3 separate regions of the Mus musculus genome follow, and regions 2 and 3 are each linked to region 1. A link is a contact called in public ChIA-PET and Hi-C data. All regions are on one chromosome and are shown on one strand. The core of a region is the stretch at or near the end of the contact, and the rest is flanking DNA. Distances in the headings are between cores, read along the strand shown. Region 1 overlaps St6galnac3 (ST6 (alpha-N-acetyl-neuraminyl-2,3-beta-galactosyl-1,3)-N-acetylgalactosaminide alpha-2,6-sialyltransferase 3). Region 2 overlaps St6galnac5 (ST6 (alpha-N-acetyl-neuraminyl-2,3-beta-galactosyl-1,3)-N-acetylgalactosaminide alpha-2,6-sialyltransferase 5). Region 3 overlaps St6galnac5 (ST6 (alpha-N-acetyl-neuraminyl-2,3-beta-galactosyl-1,3)-N-acetylgalactosaminide alpha-2,6-sialyltransferase 5).

Evidence for each region. Hi-C and Micro-C count contacts between places; a contact is called where the count stands out from the background. ChIA-PET counts read pairs in DNA pulled down with a chosen protein or histone mark.
Region 2: a contact with region 1 is called in an RNA polymerase II ChIA-PET map of memory CD8 T cells, with 165 read pairs. The contact joins two enhancer-like sites. A contact is called at or near these places in 1 of 39 promoter capture datasets (the C10 cell line), 1 of 484 Hi-C or Micro-C datasets (nephron progenitors), 2 of 115 datasets of contacts at active chromatin or transcription factors (CD8 T cells and memory CD8 T cells) and 1 of 9 other capture datasets (embryonic stem cells).
Region 3: a contact with region 1 is called in a Hi-C map of Th1 cells, with 1.9 times the contacts expected there. The contact joins two enhancer-like sites. A contact is called at or near these places in 1 of 15 datasets of contacts at CTCF or cohesin (pro-B cells), 12 of 484 Hi-C or Micro-C datasets (CD4 T cells, CD8 T cells, Th1 cells and 5 more) and 3 of 115 datasets of contacts at active chromatin or transcription factors (embryonic basal ganglia, forebrain and memory CD8 T cells).

The regions. Positions count from the first base shown.
Region 1 is chr3:153,239,142-153,242,873 of GRCm38.p6, forward strand. The region is part of intron 3 of St6galnac3 (ST6 (alpha-N-acetyl-neuraminyl-2,3-beta-galactosyl-1,3)-N-acetylgalactosaminide alpha-2,6-sialyltransferase 3); the gene reads right to left. Among named protein-coding and RNA genes, the nearest start is that of Gm52634, 15 kb to the right of the region's middle. Within about 2 kb of position 1,875, at least 43 of the 459 cell types and tissues checked have an H3K27ac peak or open chromatin away from gene starts, as enhancers often do. A contact at or near this core is called in CD8 T cells, Th1 cells, memory CD8 T cells and 1 more, where this site is marked.
Region 2 is chr3:152,926,750-152,930,481 of GRCm38.p6, forward strand. The region is part of intron 2 of St6galnac5 (ST6 (alpha-N-acetyl-neuraminyl-2,3-beta-galactosyl-1,3)-N-acetylgalactosaminide alpha-2,6-sialyltransferase 5); the gene reads right to left. The region is part of intron 2 of Gm46830 (a long non-coding RNA gene); the gene reads left to right. Among named protein-coding and RNA genes, the nearest start is that of Gm46830, 29 kb to the left of the region's middle. Within about 2 kb of position 2,047, at least 80 of the 459 cell types and tissues checked have an H3K27ac peak or open chromatin away from gene starts, as enhancers often do. A contact at or near this core is called in CD8 T cells and memory CD8 T cells, where this site is marked.
Region 3 is chr3:152,968,093-152,971,824 of GRCm38.p6, forward strand. All of the region lies in intron 2 of St6galnac5 (ST6 (alpha-N-acetyl-neuraminyl-2,3-beta-galactosyl-1,3)-N-acetylgalactosaminide alpha-2,6-sialyltransferase 5), which reads right to left. All of the region lies in intron 2 of Gm46830 (a long non-coding RNA gene), which reads left to right. Among named protein-coding and RNA genes, the nearest start is that of St6galnac5, 12 kb to the right of the region's middle. Within about 2 kb of position 1,794, at least 29 of the 459 cell types and tissues checked have an H3K27ac peak or open chromatin away from gene starts, as enhancers often do. A contact at or near this core is called in CD8 T cells, Th1 cells, memory CD8 T cells and 1 more, where this site is marked.

The sequences.
Region 1 (3,732 bases), core at 625-3,124:
CTGCGTTGGCATTATAGGTGTGCTACCATACCCATATTACTTCCCACAGGATGGGAATCCTGATATAAGCCACCAGCAGGTTTGCTGCCTCAGCAGGTTTCTTGTCAGCCCTCTTCCTCTTAAGCGGTGTCTTCTTTGTGGCTGGATATGCTGGGGTTTCCTCCAGCCCCCTTTAGGAGATCACTCTAATCCTGGTCACAAGAGTTCTGCCCTATGACCTGTCTTCCAGTGTCCTGGATCTTGCTAGCATCCCCTTGGGGCAATGGGACTTTAAATACTTGGAGGGGGGTAAACATGAGGGCAGTGTGGGCTTCTCTGGGCTTCTTTGGAGGAGAATCTTCAACTCCTAAGTGGACGGAGCTTCCACCAGGAAGGGACGGAATCTAATCGCCATGCCTAGCACACACAGGGGAGCAGGTTATTTACTGAATAAATGCATCGCCTGCTCCAAAGTGACTGCTTGTCCAGGCTCTGTGGACTTGGTTGGAATTCTTGCTCCCATGGCTCTGTGCAGGAGTGCCTGACAGGCTTCCTCGTGGGCCACGAGGGGAAGCCTACCCGGAGCCCCACACTTTATGCTGCTTGACTCAGGCTAAACCATGGATTTCCTTACTTCTCATTACTGAGCCCAGAAAGGGCTAATAATCAGCGAGGCTAGCAAAGCTCTGAAATCCCATCGCAAGTTGGAAAGGGAAATGAGTGTTAAAATCATCTTTGAAGCGATACCCATGGCTTCACAGGATGAACATGGTCATTCAGAATGGACAGGTCTACAGGAAATCTAAGCACTTCATCCAGCCCAGACTGTGGAACCAGGACAAACCCAGCCAGGCACATACCTTCTACCCATCGCAGAAGGCCTAAGGACTGTCCTGACAGCCTCACAGTGGGTCTGCTCCCCAGCTGAAGTGATTTCAACTTGATTATGGCTTAGTGAGCCTGCTCCTCCACTCTTGATTACCCCCCCTCCCCATCTCTGTATGTTCCTCATTTCCAGATGTAGTTTACTGGTCTAAATCATTTAATAAAAGGACGATAGCTGCCATAATTCTGATGAATACTGGTGATAGTACAAGAAAGCAGAGGTTTGTCTACATAGCTATCTTTGACAGTGTTTACAGAGGCATTTTGCAGCCAATACTAAACCACACGTCATACCTTTTTTTCTTTCAGTGTTGTGTCCATCTTTCTATCCCTGGACACCGACAGAGCTATTGTCAGTGCCAGCTTGTGTCCAAGGCAGAGACTCTCATATGCACGGCACACAGTCTCTGCCTCAGAGAAGACTGTCTACATAGGCAGACAGAACCGGAAAAAAAAAAAAAAAAACAATAATTCCACATAAGTGAGATCAAAGAGGCTCGGGTAAGTTATCACACAGGAAGTAATTAACTTTGCTTGGGCAGCATGGGGGAAACCAAAATCCAAACAGAGATCCCTACAAAACATTTAAGAAGTCTGCCAGGCTCCTGATAACGAGCCAGGTCCAGAATGCATGAGCTCATCTGAACTGGATAGATAAACTGGGTGCAAAAGTGGACCAGTTCTCAGCCCTGGCTGCTTATAATAGTGGTGAGGAGAACTCCCCCTTCAGGGAAACCAGAGTCCCTGAAGTGAGGCTCAGTGTAGCACACTGGAAACATCTTTCCAAATGAGTGTGCACACATGTGCACACATACACATAGACACACACAAAGAAATAGACATCAAACTCACACATACAACCAAAACACACAATCTCAAAGAATAAGTAGTAAAAAAATTAAGTACTTCTGACTGAGTCATAATCAATCACTCAGGTCCTCTGAGAGCCTCAGGCGATGAGAAAGGATTCAAGGTCTCTGGGACTTTCAAAGGTCTTCCTTTCCTGACAGGCGTTGAGGTCAGTGACAAACGCACCCTTAGCAGGGTGGCCCAATGTTGAAGGAAACTGGGTCTCACAGACTGTCACACTGGTAACACTGACGAATGCTACTGCCAACCTTTAATTTGAAAGAAAAAAAAAAGTTCCCCATGCATAGAAATAGCTTCATTTTTAAATAGCTAAATTTTTGTGTGAGATTTTTTTTTCATTCCCTACATTTCTCAGAAGAGTATGTTATTCCCCCAAGTGCTACAACTAAAACCATGCAGCCATGTGGCAGGATATCAGCAGCCACTTTAGGTTTCCTGTCAGCCCATGTTGAAAGCCACCTTCAGTGCAAGCCTCTTGGGGGTGAAGCACAGCGGGAGGGGTTCTGGCTCATGCTGCTGCTGTTGCTGAGCCTCTATGTGAGTCTAGGCAATCCAGAGAGAATTTCTTCCTGATGAGTACATGACTTTTTCCATACAAACACCACCACCTCAAACACATCCTTTGCCGTCCCAGCAGCTGTCACCCACCGAACGGGCATGCTCACTGCACATCACCCGGGCAGGGGTTCCCTACCGTGGGAACGCTCTGAGAGAAGCCCAGCCTCCTGTCTATCTCTGATTTCCCAACCATCGTGAACAGTAAGAACTCCCGAGGCTGATTACTGGAAGAGAAATGAACTTCAGAGCAAGTAGGCAAATAAGTATCAGAGAAAGGATTGGGTGGCAAATTTAAAACTGTGGACGTGGGTGAAACCTCCAGTAAAGAAACATGGAAGCTGTGTCAAGAGATGCTCAATAAAGGGAGCGCGAGATGCCTCAGAGGGTAGGGGCTCGTGCCACCAAGACCGAGGACCAAGTTTGATTTCAAAGACCCACATGGTGAAGGTGAGAACTGACTCCCACAAGTTGTCCTCTGACCCCCATGCGCTCCATCGTACCAGCTGTCCTCCCTATAAAATAAACAAATGATTAAGCAAATAAAATATATATAAGGAGCTGTTTAACAAACCTCCTTTGAGTCTATCAAGTCCTAATTACAAAATTACGCACCATCAACAGGCACGGAGCAGAGCCCGGCTTATCTAGCTGAGACAAGTGTGTATCTATTTCCAAGTGCTCACCAGGCTGAGAATCTGTTCTCCGGTGTGGGCACTTGCATCTCCAGGTAGGCACTATAACCCTGCTTCTGCTGAGAACATGGCACTGAGGTCTGAAAAGCTGCCCAGTCTGCCTCTGTTTCTCCTCTGTGCGGGGCCTGACAGCGCCCGTCAACAGGGACATCACACTCGTTAGGTTTGTTAGACAAAGGGCAGGGAGACTGATAAATGATTCCTTGATTATTTTCTCTCTGAAATAACTCTTCTGTCCCCGTCCTCAAGTTACATTTAGATAATGAATGGAGGGCTTAAGTGTTTTCCTGGGGAATTATTTAGGAGAAATCGCATTGACGGTTTTAATTCTCAGCAACTGCGAGCGGATATGCATTTAAGAAACAGGAAGATGGGAACAAAGATTCTGTGTTTCTGCTCGCAGAGCTATCTTAGTAAAAAACAGATGGCTGCTACCATGTTCTTTGTTTCTTTGTAAGAGGCTTCAGTCCCTGACAACCCAAGTTAGCAGGTATAGGTCTTATAGGTCATACTCCTGTAGCCCCTGAGGGAAGTGTCAGAGGCAGGATGTCTCCAGGCACCTACCCTGGTGTGAAGAGGTCAGCTCATGAGAGCTAATTTGTCCAGTGAGAATGGCAGGCTGCAGGCATGCCCGGGCAGAACCTGTTTGCAAGGTCTTCAGAGGCTGGACAACAAGGATCAGGAACCTGGGACACAGACCGTGGGGACGGACAGCAAGCTGCCCTGGTGCACCCTCTACCCAGACTGT
Region 2 (3,732 bases), core at 797-3,296, 310 kb before region 1:
TTTTGGTTGGGATGAGCCTTAGTTCCCTGGGATTGTTAGTAAGGTGAATGTCATTGGTCAAGTGGCTCACGAGAAACACTTCAGACTGTTCTGAGAACCATCTAAGTCACTCATCGAATAGTAGTTAATGATAGATACAGCTAATTTTCCGAGATGATGGCATTCATGAATAGGTTGGAAATAGGTTGGCCTGTGTTTGTTGAATGAAAGATACACACATACATGAGTCTCTTATAACTGGTAGAGGAATCTCCTTCATACTTCCTATCTAAAAATCCTCTGCAAAGAAAGACACATGGAGAGCAGGGTGGGGTTTAGTGGATGGTTTTTTTTTTCCTACTTCTTTAGAGACCAAATACTGGATTGAATCTGGGGAAAGCTGTGCACTTTGGAGTGGCCAGGGACCTGGATATGTTGTGTGGTGATTGATGGTTGTCGGGGGAGGTCTTGAACTTTAAGGCGGTGCTATTCCCTCCTCAGGTCTCAGCTTCCTTCTAACGCTTCTGCTTCCATAATAATGCTTCCTGGCTCTGACGTCTTAAAGGGTTAGTGCAGAAGAAACCATTTTGGCTATTTTAGCAGAGAGTTCAGTGTTTGACGAGTCAGGTGATTTCTGGTCTTTGCTTTAGTGACAGCTCTCCTCAGACCCTCAGCTTCATCTGGTAAGAAGTGACCGGATGGATTTGGGAATGCTTATTGTTGAGCATGGGAGAAATGCTAAACATGGCATGTCGAGGAAATCAATCTAATACGCATATATTAAGAGAAGCAGGGCTTAATTGTACTCGTGGCTGCACCAGCAGGGGCTGGAGAGGGCTAGGCTTTATAGGCACCCACTGTTCTCTGTAACTTGAATTAAAAGGCATCAAAATGCCTTGGTCTACTGGTTGCTCTAGGCCTTTATTGGAAACCCTGAGTGTTTTTCTATAGATCCTAGCACCAGAGGTCTGTAGTTCTTGTGATAGCTTAGCAACCCAAGTTTTTGACCTGTGGGCAATTTCTCCTCTACAAGGGGGAAAAGAAAAGAAATTAACCAAATAATTTAAATCTAACAACAAAGTAATAAAATGCCAATTTCATTCTGAAGTTAATGGCATTACTTCAAGTTATTTAGCACTTCGTAGCAGAATAACTCGCCAACCTGCACTTTGCATATACATATTTATTGAATTCACCAAGAGTGTGCTCTGCACATTGACTGCCCATGATTTGTGCCTAAATAATAACTCCTGAATAGAACTCACTGCTTTATGGGTCTTTGGTGGGATTTTTGAAAAATAAATTCTGCACAAGGGGTGGCATTAAAAGGGAAAAAAAGAAATATAATGTGATTTTCCTCCTATGCAGGCACAGCGTTAGCTTCCTTTTATTAATCCGAGCAATGAAAATCACTTTGACACATTGTTGTTATTTATTATTTATTTTCACATCTTTCTTTAAAAGGCGGGGTGTGTCCATTTTAACACACTGCTAGAGTCTTCAGAGTCTGTGAGACTGAGTACACAGAACCAAGCCCAGGACGACACGCTGCGGAGCCAGCTCCTCACGCAACCATGTTTATTGCGTGCCCGCTGGCCTGGAGTGCAGAAGTAACTCCTATTAAATTAGCAATCAAGCAAAGCAAAGCTTGAGTCACAGAACAACCCAAAGCACAATGGGATGAACGTGGTGACGGCCAACTCCTTGAGTGCTGTGTATAGCTTTTAAATGTTACCTACAAATTTATAATGTCCCTGATTAGCTTGAAATGTCAAAATCGTAGCTGAAGACCCCACAGAGGATTTCTAAAGGGCGAGGTGCCTTTCCTTTCTTTCTTTTTCTTTTTGCTTTGCTTTCTTCTTTTCCCTCCTCTAGATTCGTCAGAACTAGCTAGCAAAAGCTCCCCGCTTAGCCTGCTAATGACTATCAGAAATATTCACAGTGTTCCCTGGGTTTCTTCTCTTCTCGCGTGGTCAGGCTTTAACATGCAGTCCTTAGTCTCAGCCTAATTACTCACATTTGAAGCGGGAACCTCACATCTGTCACAAAGCTCTTAGGCCACTTTTAGGAAGGCCTTGCTGTCAACAACAGGAAGTGGGAGGAGGGGTTGGGGGTGGACTCTCTTATCTCAGACAATATGTGGAATTGCACCTGACTGACAAAGCCACTGAAGAAGCTGGTGATAATATTATTACAGTAGCTACCATATGTCTTACATCAAATGCGGCTCTAGCTTTATCATTTTCACTGGGGCTCTCTAGAAGGAGATGGGAGAGAGCTGCCGCAGAGATCTGGCTCTCCACTGAAATGCAGGCTTCCTGCTCCTCTATAAAGGAAACAACTAAAACTCCATTTGCATCAAGAACCGAGAGCCCTAGGTTAATTACAGGTAAGGGTATGTTTACATTCCCCAGGGCTAGCTACTGACAGGTTTTATTTCTGAGGGAAAAAAAAAAATGCTGCTGCAGTTTGACTAAATCCACAGGTCTTTTTTTTTTTTTCCACTCTTAAAATTCTGTGTGGCCGAAAGGAACCCATCACTCAAAGATCTTTCAAAGGTAACCTGGAAAACCTTCATTTTCCAGAGTCTGAATGCAGTTAGAGAACCCAAAGTTCAGACCCGGAAGCCTAAACAAAAGAAGACATGGGAGGTCGATACCTTTGTGAGGCTCAAAAGAGGGCGGGTGGCCTCGGGGCATGATGATGGTGACATAATCGGCCAATTAAAACCTTGAGACAAAGTCTGAGCCATACAGGTGCAGAGCCCAGGATGCTGTGAGCTAAGACTAGTCAGCCGGACAATAGTATCAAAGAGCTAACTTCCCAGGTGGGTAACATGCTTGCTTTGAAAGGACCAGGACACGTGCTAGATCCCAGAACAGATGTAAAAAGTAGGGAGAGGCAATGTGCACTTGCAATCCAGCACACAGGGAGACGGAGACAGGCGGGTCGCTGGGGCTGACTAACAAACCTCTTCAAGGCCAGTGAGAGGACTTGTTACAAAGAAACAAACAAAAAGATGGGTGTTATCTGAGGTATGACTGCTAAGGTTGTCCTCTGATCGCCACATACACACACCACTTCCCACATCTGCAAGGCTTCTAGCTTCATCCCTTTCTTTTCTTTCTTCCTCCCTCTCTCCCTCTTCCCCTCCCTGCTGTGGATGGCTCTATGCTGCTTGCTCTCTCAGGACAGTAATGTACTCAGGTGGCTTCTTGTGAACCAATCCTCTAATGAATAAAGGAGCCAATCACTGGGCGAGTAGGCGGGACTTCCGGGTTGGACTGAAGAAGAGGGCAAAGCAGGAGAGAGTTAGGTCCTCTTTGGAACAGACTGCAGAGGGGTAAGGTGTAGCTGTTAGAGTTTCCCAGGCCATTGCCCACCAGCCAGCCAAGAGTTAGAGGCACAAGTGCGGGAGCATGATGGTTCTTCATTTTTTAATATTTCCCACAGCACCGCCCTCCCTCTTTTCCTCTCCCTCTTCCTCCCCTCCCTCTCTCCCTCTTTTCCTCCCCCTCTTCCTCCTCTGTCCTTCCTTTTCGCCTAGTACCAGAGGGAATGATGGATCAGCCAAGCTAACCTTAGCAACTGTCAGGGCCGTAGCTCCTCTGTAGGTTGTTAAGTTACTTCTTTAGGTTTAGATTCAGTTTTCCAAAGCCACGAACCACAGATACGATGCCACAGGCTTTCTTGCCCAGCCAGCCATGAGCTATTTAGCTGTCACTTTGTACCTGCAAGTCCCCAGGGACTCTA
Region 3 (3,732 bases), core at 544-3,043, 270 kb before region 1:
GTAATAACAGAAAGCTCCTGATCCCTCACAGATCATTCAGTGTCTACCCAAGACAGCCTGACTGAGCTTTCTAGAGCCCGATGAAGAGTTCCGAAGGACTGCAGAGCCTCTGCTCACAGGGAAGGAGCTGGCACTCTTCTTCCCTCTGGTCTTTATTTTGGGTCCCTGTACCTAATTATAGTAACCTTGCCAGTGCCATCGGTTAAGAGTTAGGGACTTTCAGAGGGGATAGGCCATATGAACTCCGCCTGCTATGGTTTGAATATCAAACGTTCCCCGCAGGCTTGCTCTACCTTTGGATGTTGGTCACCGGGCTTGAGATCTACATCCCTGCCCCATTTTCTGTCAGCTTTCTGCTTCCCAATTCCGCTGAGGTGTGGGGGAGGCCAGGAATAGCAGACCAGGCTCCTTCCCTCTCCAGCGGAGCTTCCTGCTGCCATCTTCCCTGCCACGATGATCCATGTCCCCTCTTCCTCTTCAAAGTGTTATGTCAGATTATTTGATCACCGTGATGACAAAAGCGACCACTGTGCCCCTTAAGGTACTGGATGCTGATAGCAGAGCCAGAAGTGCCCCACAGGTCTATACAGTAGAGTTGTATCTGCCCTTCTAGCAGAGCCATAAATGCTTCATACCCAACAGGTCTATACAGTAGAGTTGTACCACACCTTCTCTGCTCAGCCTTGGGAGGACTCACCTCTCGTTCATCCCCTTTGGGGATGTAGCTTTCACCAGACACCCAATGACCATCTTAGATTCCTCCCTGCACAGCTGTGAGGAATGTCTGCTCTTTATAAGTATTCCTATGATCCAGGACTCTATTATAAGAGCACAAACGAGGCACCATCGCCTGCCATTGCTGTAGACTCACTGGGACAAGGTACCGTGCTTGCCTACGTTGTCCTTCTCTGACATCGATGTCTGAACTTTGGACTTAGGAATTCATCACGTGGTGAGCCTACATCAAAACCCACCCATGTCTGGGGCAGGAGTATGACTCCTCAGTGTCTGGGGCAGGAGCATGACTCCTTGGGGTCTGGGGCAGGAGCATGACTCCTCGGTGTCCATCTGTGGCAAGTGTAGGTAGCACCAGGGCTGAGCTTCTCTCAGCGTGGCTGTTGCTGAAGCAGATAGGATGGGAGTTCCCACGAGTTCCCACAATCCTCATCTGCCTTCCTGCAGCCTAGAACACACACAGACCATTACCACTTTTTGTGCATTCCTTGTTCAAAACTTGTACAAGTTGAATAAAACTGAAGAGAATGGGTTTTATGACTTTTGGTGTGGAGTGGGAGTTGCAGGTAACTCAAGACACCTTGCATATGTCCCCGAAGCCGCCTGGCAGGTGCAAATTGCTGAATAACTCCAAATATGGGCCCCATAAACCTGCCGTTCATTTAGATGTACAGTATGTGTTTGTGTTTCCAATCAAATAAATGCCATTGGATGAATTAAGACCAAGGCTTCCTCTTGACAATTTTTTTGTTACTTTATGGCCAATTTCTCTCTGATGAAACTAGAATAGAACCTTCCCTTTCCTCAGATGTCGTTAACAAAGGTGATTTCAAAGAATGGTAATTGTTCTCTCTATAGCTAAATGGGAAATGAGAGGCAGGAAAACCACCCTTTACCTTACTCTATGAAAAGCCCGTGCCTGGTAAGTCTGCCACCCCACAGAGAAGCGAAACACTATAAAGTCCCCAGAGTCCCTTCACTCCAGGTCCCACCGATTCTGCTGCAGGCGGGGAGCTTAATTCTCATTGTCACCAGCATGCATTATGCTGTCTCTGCAGACAGCCCGCTTCAGCCCTAACCATAACATCACGGCTTCCTGTTTTGCTCAAGTCGGCATGAGGCATTAAGATACACAGAAAGGTTCAAAATTAGACAAAGTTGAGCTGCCATCTGGGATCATCTGAGACTCTTTCGGCAGCCATTGAGAGGCAGTCTTGAACCACGAACCTTCTACAGTTGAAGAAGCTGTATTCCGACTGTCTGAGCATTCTAGGTGGCAAGCTCAGAATCTTCACGCAGGCAGAAACCCTAGCTGTCTTGATCCCCTGGCTGCCAATGTCACCGACGCTGCCCGTAGCACTAGCGTGCTGCTGTGAGCAGCAGGCTCTCTGCCCTGTAACCAAGAGCTACTCTAATCACTATACCAATGCCAGAACGACCTAGCTGAAACACACATCTGAGGTAGTTGCTTCTCTACCTCACAGTGATTTCGGGATAAATCCAAGCTCTGCAGCATGTTCACTGTCCTATCCAATCCTCCAGTTACTTGATATATGTTTCTCTGCCTTTCCCTGTGGATGTGAGTCTCAGAGTTGGGGGGGTCATGCTTTATCTCTTGTCTGCTGCCTCCTGATCCCAACACACAATGTTAGGTACAAGGTAGGCACATGCATATAGCAGACTAAGGAACAAGTGCATGTTGTTTAACATCTCTGCAGGCTAACTTAAGCCTAGAAGTTACATAGCTCACTACAAAGAACCTAAACACATCCTCTTGCTTCAACATCTGGTCCACCATTTGGAAGGTCTGTGTTTTCAAAAGATTCAGAAATTAAGCCTGGGTATGTAAAGTCTTTCTTCCCCCATTTATCATTTTTGTCCATTCTCATGATTAATGAGTCTATTAGCCAGGTTTATTCAAATATAACATAATCAAATGCGGCATGATCACAGCTAGACTCAACAAGGATTTACTGAGATTTGATACTTACAAGACACAATATGACTAAATTATGTTTAAGAAGTCGGGCAGACAAGACTGGGAGACAGGTGAAGAAATACCAATGGAAATACTATGTGACAAAAAATGTGCACAGCTACAAAGAATAGCTTGGCACTTGCTAGGCTATATTGCTAATACAGCCAAGCATAGTACAGTAGCATTTCCATCAGCAATGAAGTCCATACACAGGGCTGGCCCATAGGATCATGTGACCAGGATACTGTCTTGTTTGCATAAGTACATGCTGTGTACCAAACAGCAGAATTCTCGGGGTCAGGTGCCCTTGATTTCCCTTACTTCTGCTCTGGGCAGGGCCTGGTGTTTGTCCCATTCCCCTTTCTCTGTAGTACCGACTACATAGTAGGTGCTCATTGTATATGAGATGAGGGGACTGATATGGGCGGTCTAAAGGAATGTCTCCCTCCTTTGCATGCAGGTTTCTGGGGGAACTTTAGAGAGAAAGCCTTGGTCGGGGTCTTAATAATTAAATCTCTGGCAAACTGAAAGAACACTATTTCTTCCCAAAAAAGATGCGTTTTCATTTTAAATATGTGCATGTGCCTGGCGTCAGTATGTGCTCATGTGCACCTGAGTGCAGTTGCCCACAGAGACGGGAAGACAGTGTCATAGCCTCTGGAGCTGGAGTTTACAGGCTGCTGTGAGTCACCTGTGTGGATGTGGAGGCCCAAGCTTGAGTCCTCTGCAAGAGCAGTGCCCGCTTTTCACTTGTGAGTCATCTCCTGCCCATGGAAGGGTAGTTTCTGCAGAAGGAACAGCAGATGTGTGTAGGTGAGCAAGCTGTGCTCCCGGAGTGTGTGGAGCCTGAGCTCAGAGGAGCTGCAGGGGTTGGGGCTGGAGAAGTAGGTCATGGAGCCCCTGTTGGTCTTCCTAAGGGGTGTGAGCTGGATGCTCTAAGAAATGGGCAGGCACTGGAATGGAAGCTTGCAGGGAACATAAGCCAATCTGTAAGTAGAAATGCAATAACACAGGTCGGT